Regions from separate parts of the Zea mays genome. Here region 2 is linked to region 1. The links are chromatin contacts, called in public Hi-C maps. All regions are on one chromosome and are shown on one strand. Each heading gives the region's core, a stretch centred on a gene start, on an enhancer-like site or on the middle of the called end of the contact. The rest is flanking DNA. Distances are from core to core; before and after follow the strand shown.

The links. A called contact is a pair of places that touch in the nucleus more often than the background predicts.
Region 2: a Hi-C map of ear shows a contact between it and region 1, with 1.8 times the contacts expected there. The contact joins the promoter of LOC100281845 here to the promoter of LOC103638882 in region 1. A contact is called at or near these places in 6 of 25 Hi-C or Micro-C datasets (bundle sheath, ear, endosperm and 2 more).

The regions. Positions count from the first base shown.
Region 1 is chr9:115,784,130-115,787,833 of Zm-B73-REFERENCE-NAM-5.0, forward strand. LOC103638882 (molybdenum cofactor sulfurase) reads left to right here and starts at 1,575. Exons shown (of 22, transcript XM_020544069.3): 1 at 1,575-2,115; 2 at 2,328-2,426; 3 at 2,530-2,588; 4 at 2,969-3,129; 5 at 3,622-3,704. The coding sequence starts at 2,004.
Region 2 is chr9:116,106,728-116,110,431 of Zm-B73-REFERENCE-NAM-5.0, forward strand. LOC100281845 (SAUR25 - auxin-responsive SAUR family member) reads right to left here and starts at 1,958. Exons shown (of 1, transcript NM_001154765.2): 1 at 758-1,958. The coding sequence starts at 1,797. The coding sequence ends at 1,378.

The sequences.
Region 1 (3,704 bases), core at 325-2,824:
TAAGCCTTCCAATGTATATGATGTCTTTTTCTTGCGGTTCCCATAGGCGTTCTTAGAAAACTATATTATTTTAGCTCTCGTTTCTACTAGCAAGGTGACAAGAATAAAAGAAAATATTGCCTTGTGAGATCGAGTATCCTATGCCAACCTAAGAATCAAGGAGGCCTTCGGATCCATGATTTGAATATTAACATAGCCTTACTGAGTAAATGGTTATTTAGATTATTAACATAAGAGGGAACTTGACACCAATTTTAAAAAATAAATATTTGGGCTCGAAACCACTTGCCCAAGCGGCATGGAAATTAGAAGACTCACATTTTTTTGTTTGATGAAGATGAAGCAATACTTTTTTCGCTTTGGAACCTTCAAGACTAATAATGGATCGCATGTGATGTTCTAGGAAGATACATGGTTTGGAACAAATGCTCTAAAAGACCAATACTCTGTGTTATATAGTATAACTAGAAAGAAGCACGTAACCATTGCCGACAACATAAGCTAACATCTTTTGGAGACGAACTTTGTTTGGGTCTAGATTGGTGGCATGGAATGAATTACTTTCACGCATCACTAACATTCACCTAACATGAGATGTGGACGCCTTCTACTTGGACATTGTCCCCGTGAGGACAATTCTATGCAAAGTCACATTATCAAGCATTGATTAGGCGTGAGGTACCAAATTTAAATAAAAGCATGTGGAATATAAAAGCCCCACTTAAGATCAAAATCTTTTTGTAGTATCTTAGGAGGGGAGTGATACTAACAAATGATAATTTAGCAAGCCGCAACTGGCAAGGAAACAAAATATGTTGCTTTTGTAATGAAGAAGAGATAATTCAACACTTATTTTTTATTGTTGGTTTGCTCATATGACATGGGCTTTAATTCACATGCCCTTCACGATATCTAAACCGTTTAATGTCTCCAATTTGTTTGGTACCTGGCTTAGTGACTTTGATAGAAATATTAGAAAGATAATCTTACTTGGTGGTGCTACAACATGTTGGTCTCTTTGGTTACACATGAATGATATTGTCTTTGAAAAGGAAACTAATTCTTCTCCCTCGCAGGTTATCCATATCATTGCTCATTGGCCTCGAATATGGGCTATTTTCCAGAATGCGGAGTTGCGACCTATGGTTGTGGAGGCTACACAATACTTGATGCGTCTGACAAATGACTTTCCCACGGATACATATGTGGCGGTCTAGTCTTCAGATTGATTATTATTAGAGTATGTGAGTTATCAAGTTTATTTGTTTCAAAGTTGTGTGCTTTTTAAGTAGAGACCGAAAGAAATTTTAAAGGCTTTATCTCTAGATGTAACGTGCTTAAAGTTATTAATAAAATATTCTTTTATCAAAAAAATTATAAACTATAGTTTTGTATTGGAGCTAGAATTGGAGCAATTTTAAACACCCCTTTACTTGGGCCATAGCACAACGTATCTACGTGCCATGCTTAGGTCTGGGGGCCTACATGGCCACCTGCCACGAGTTTGGCCCAGACCGGCCCATGCAGACAGAAGCGGTGGGGCAAGAGTGTATTCGGTCTCCTCCCCACGTCATCGCTGACGCTTGCAGAAAACGGAAGCTCCCCTATGCCCTATGGCCTATGGCCGCTCCATTGACCGTGGAGGTGGTGTGGAATATTGCGTTGCTTGCGCGAGCTCTTACGCATCTTCTTCTCTTCGAGCCTTCCACAGTTCTACCTCCCGCCCGCTGGTCCCTAGCCGTCAAGAGATTCCACGCTACTGGCTTTCTTGCCCCACGCCGTATGGTTATCGTCCAGCACGAGCGGAGAAACTGAAACACGATCCCAACCAATTCAGAACCCGATTTGGTGATCACCTCCATTCTCGGTAGCACTTAATTCCAGGGACAGCAATAAGAATTGCTCCTCTCCAAGTTCTTTTGGAGCGTAATCTTATCCGTTTGGGTCGGATTGATATTTGATAACTTGATTGCCATTTGGGGAGTTGCGGGAGAGAGAGAGAGATGGGCCAGAGCAAGGCGGAGTTCTTGAAGCAGTTCGGTGGGGACTACGGTTACCCGGACGCGCCTAGGGGCATCGACGAGCTGCGGGCCGCCGAGTTCAAGCGCCTGGAAGGTGTGATTTCGCGATCTCCTAAATTCATTCCGCGACCTTCTTTTATTAGGAAGTTTGAGCTTTGTTGATGTGGCTAAGAGGAGTTATGTCAATTTTGACGACGTGACTGAGAATGTATTTCGTTAAGAGGATAATTTTAAGCTTAACATGTATAGAAGTTTGCAGCTTGCTACTTTGCTAGTTTCTAAAGATGTGTTTGTTTTGAGGAGCAGGGATGGTTTACCTGGACCATGCTGGTGCGACACTGTACTCAGAGGCACAGATGACGGATGTTGCTAGAGACCTTATGTCTAATGTCTATGGGAATCCTCGTATCCTTAAATTTGGGAGGTCTGTTCACAAGAGATTGTTCTTTCGTTGATATGCATTTCCTTTTAAAATTTATTGTGGTTGTGTTCTTTGACATGCCTTAAGATAGCCAGAACGATTCAAGCATGGCTACAATCGATGCTGTTACTTCTGTGCGGCATCAGGTACTGCATATTATAAAAAAATGGACCTATCATTTCTTATGTTTGTATTTTCCATTATGGAACTTCTTTTTTCTTTTTGAAAATCAGCTAGCACTGCAGCAGTTCGTTTAAGAAAGCCAATGCTAGTGATTGGCATCCGTTACTGATATTATGCTAACAAGTCACAACAACTATTTACATGTCTATTTCAGCATATGTTCTAAACTAGAAATACTCAATTACATATAATTGAAGTTGAAAAGGAGTATGGATATAGTTTTCATGCTTCACTCTGATCAAAAGAACTGTAAAATGGTGCTAACGTTGTACACAATTGTATGCACATGAGAGAAGTTGCAACCAGCCTTTTCTTGCTTATGATGCAAACTTTATCCTCACAGGTCCTAAAATACTTCAATGCATCTCCAAGGGACTACAAATGTATATTTACATCAGGGGCAACAGCAGCCCTAAAACTTGTTGGTGAATGTTTTCCATGGAGTAGAGACAGTTGCTATATGTACACAATGGAAAATCATAATAGTGTTCTTGGGATAAGAGAGTATCCTACCATGGTTTACAACTCTACTTATTGACTAGTTAATGTATATATCATTATGCAAGTACATGCTCCAATGATGCAATGTATCATCATTGCTTGATCTATATATATTTATACTCCGACGCCCTCAGAAATATGGCAAAATAGTTATTTTTCCTTTCTACCCCCCTTTATCAGTAGGTTCTATAAAACTCTCAAAAGGGCAGACTCAGTGCTGGAGGCTCCCACATGAGTGGTGTCTGAGAAAGGGATAAACCAAGGCAAATGCGGAGAGGCTGTTTCAAACCCGCAATATGGTGACTCAGTGAGACAACTGTCACCACTGCACTAGGCCTGCCCTTCTCTATAAAGCTCTCAAATTGATATATTTTTCATCAAAATGGGTTCTTTCATTAGCAGTCTATTTAAAAAGCTGAGAAACTCAAGCTGACAGTGCCAGAATGCACATTGGTGTAATACTGTAGATTTTGTGTACCCTTAATATATTTATAGATATGCTCTGAGCAAAGGAGCTACTGTATCAGCAGTTGATGTTGAAGAGGTTGTTGATCCATCAAAGAATCATGAGAGTGATA
Region 2 (3,704 bases), core at 708-3,207, 320 kb after region 1:
AGGAATCAAATCGTTTTAAAAAGAGAGAGAGAGAGAGAGAGAGATCAGCGAGAACATGGAAATTTTGCACATTCCAAGAGGCCGGCCGGGTCTAAACAGATAGCGGCAGTCAGGTCGAGAAGGCTGGAGGACCCGCAAGCTCGGGAGTCAAAGTCCCAAGGTGCAAGTGTTTACAACTTGACAAGTTGGAGGACTTTCCAGTGTGCGATTTATCTCTTAACAGCTCCCACGCGACAGATACACCTTCCTCCAACGCGCGTTCTTTGAAACTAGGCCAGTACGAAAGGCACTAAAAATATATTAGTTAAAAGCACGACGCACGCGAGCTCTGAATCCGTCCACTCCCACAATGCAGGCGGCCGAACCGGTGGCGGCCGTTCGTGAGGAGCCGGACGCCTCCAGCCCGTCAGAGCTCCCAGAGCCGCCAGCGCCGGCGGACGCGGCGAGGCCGTCGGTTCCGTCGCGCGAACTGCATTGCCCGGGCGGCGCTCGCTGCTGTACACGCACAGCGCGCAGATGCCATTTCGGTGCCCGCACAGCCTCTGCTTTCCGCTGCTCGGCGCTGGCGTTCACCAGCATCTGATGCCTCCGCAAGCCCAGCCACTCCAGAAGATCCTATCCTGTGGCCCTGGCGCGCTAATTGACGGCATGGGGAGCGACCCCCATCGAAAACCGCAGCGCACGAAGAGAGTACAGAAATAAAATTACGGAGATAAACTGAACTCGGCACATCGCACCGCATTGGGACACACGGGTAAGAGAACTTTTGGCATTTTTTTCCTCGGTCTCAGTCACGAGATCACTAGCCTTGCGGCATTGGAGTATTGTTAAGATCTCAAAAGCCCTAAGAGGGAAACAGAAGGCAGGTAGTGCTCACTGCTGAGCAGTCACAACTAGCTAGTACTACTTCAATACAACCACCACTAGAGCTAGAGCAAGACTGCGGAGAGCTAGATCTAGACGAAGACCCAAAATCACGGCAGGAGCAACAACAAAGAAGGAAGAAAAAATTCCCACCAGACAGCAGGCACTAAAACGGTTGAGCTGCAGGAGAAAATCCCCTTTGTACCCCCACCCATCCTAGGATCCACCAGCCACCACAGTCAACCCTCCCGTATGTACAGGCACACACAGTCGTACGTCCCACGCAGGGGGGTAATTCAGTAAGAAGACGAGCGGCGCTTGGCGCTGCCGTTTTTTAGTTTTCACCGAGGGGGCAAGGACAAATCTCAATTACGCCCTCCGCGGCAAATGCGGCGAATGTTTCTTTTTTTTTTCCTTTCCGCCGCACTGGAGGGGGCGGGACGGGGGGAGGAGCGGTGGCGGCGGCGTCGGAGCGAGCGGGCGGGCAGGGGATGCCGTAGCCGAACCCGGAGCCTAGGAGTAGTAGCAGAGCGCCGCAGCGTCGTCGTCGGGGTGGTCCGCGGCGGCGCAGGCGGAGGAGAGCTGGAGGAGGAGGTCGCGGAAGTCGGCGACGGGGCAGGGGATGCGGAGCGCGCCGGGGTGTCCGTACCCGTACTCCTGCGCGGCGCGCCGGAGCAGCGCGGCGAAGGCCGGGCGGCCGAGGAGCTCGGCGCGCACGGCGTAGCGCTCCACGGGGCCGCCCTCCTCGCCGACGCACACGGGCACGTGGCCCTCCGGCACGCGCGCGCCGCCGCCCAGCCGCCGCGCGCCGGCCGCGAGCGCGGCCGCCTTCCCGGGCGCCGCGGCGTCCGGCCGGAGAGGCTCGTACGCGGCGGCGGCGGCGCAGGCGTCGGCCGCGGCCACGCGGGAGAGGCGCCGGAGCAGGCGCTTCATGCTGGAGACGGAGCGGTGGGCCGTGGGCGGAGAGAGAGCCCTGCTGCGGGACCTTGCGACGGCGGTGTCGGCCGGAGGTGAGGATGCGGTGCTTGGAGCAGCTGATGAGGGGGAGGCTGGAGGCAGCAACAGCCCACAGACCACAGTGCGTTTGTAGTTGTACCGGCTGGCCATGTGGCTCCTCGTTGTCTCCTTTATATAACGGACGGGGGAGGAGCAGGCGGAAGTTTGCTTTGCCAAGGTCTTTTTCTTTCTATGATTATTTTTTTAATCTCCATTTGCCAGTTGCAAATCCTTTCCTCAGGGTGCGCTGGCTTTGTGGGCACTTCATACTACCCTACCAACTAAAAAATACTTCTAGGCTCCCGGAACACTTCATCGTACAGTATTGCTTTAAAACACGCGAATTATTACTCGTACATAAGAGTGCACTTGTCGTGAAACGTAACTAATATTGGGGAAAACATTAGTAAGAAGATAAAAAATGGCGCGATTCGTTAAAAAAAGGGGTAGACCCAATTCCTCTATAACGAAGAGATCGTAACAGAATTCAAAATCCAGTTCCCGAGATGTACGAGTGCGGGACTGCGGGTACTGTAGGAGAGTACCCGGCAGGTACACCACGGGATGGACGGGAGCATCGCAGCAAAGCCGATCGATCGGTTGGGTGGCCCGTCGGCTGGGGCCGACCGCGACCGGTGCCCGGCCCGGCCGCTTCCTTCCGTAGTCCGCTCGTACGGTTCCGTGCCGTCCGCGCGCCCCAGCGAGCGCCAGACTAGAGGACGAGGGCTTGGGTTGCCAGATTGGAATGCGGGGAGTCGCCGTCGCGGGGCCCGCACACTGATCTGGCACATGGAGGAGAGAGGATAGCAACGTCAGTTATTTTTGTGTGAGTGTGAGGAGTATTTCTCTCTCTCTCTCACGAGTAGAGATGGCAATGGGTACCCGAAACCCGAAACCCGATGGGTTTTTACCCCATTAGGGTATGGGTTTGGGTCAAATTTCATACCCACGGGTTTGTTAATGGGCATAAATCTATACCCGACGGGTTTATGGGTACGGGTTTGTTCCTATAGTACCCAAACCCGTGAACCCGTGGGTTTTTTAAACCCGACCAAACCTAGTGCATATTGTCATTTTATTTTATAAATGAACAACACACTTGTTATTCCTTATTTACTTCCTAACTTTATCAACTGGTGAATGTATTAGTAGTCGGTGAGAGTGTTGCTTGCTTGCTATTATAGTTTTTACTAGTGTTATATATGTGATGGATGGATAACTTAGTGCAAGGTCACTTAATTATACAACTTATTATTTGTATTTCATTCTCTCTACTAATAATTTTTATACCAAATCATGAACTCGTTGTTCATTACATAAAATTTGGATCATGATCTCATTAATCATTACGATACTTATTGATTATGAGAAGAACAAGTATATTGAGATGAAACCCGCGGGTAACCCATGGGTACCCGCTAACCCGATGGGTACGGGTTTGGGCAAAATCTCAAACCCGTCATGGGTACGGGTTTTTTAATGGGCATAGATATTTTTCACGGGTATGGGTTTGGGATGGCAAAACCCAGCGGGTTTGTACCCATTGCCATCTCTACTCACGAGCCAGGAGTCCGGAGAAAATAGCGCGCGTCCGTCCCTACACTGCGTTAGCCGGTTGGTTTTATAAGTTAGCGTTTGACACGACCAGGTTTTCAAAAATGTGATGATGATACGTAAACAGAGTACATGTCCTAGCGTTGTACCGGAGCCAACTCTTTACGCTTTACACAAAAATAACAGATAACCGGAAGCCGTGCATATATGTTTGTCAATTTGAAACTTCGCGGAAGAGCACAATTGCACAAATGTCTATCCTGGATATAAATACCCCTTTGTTACAACAG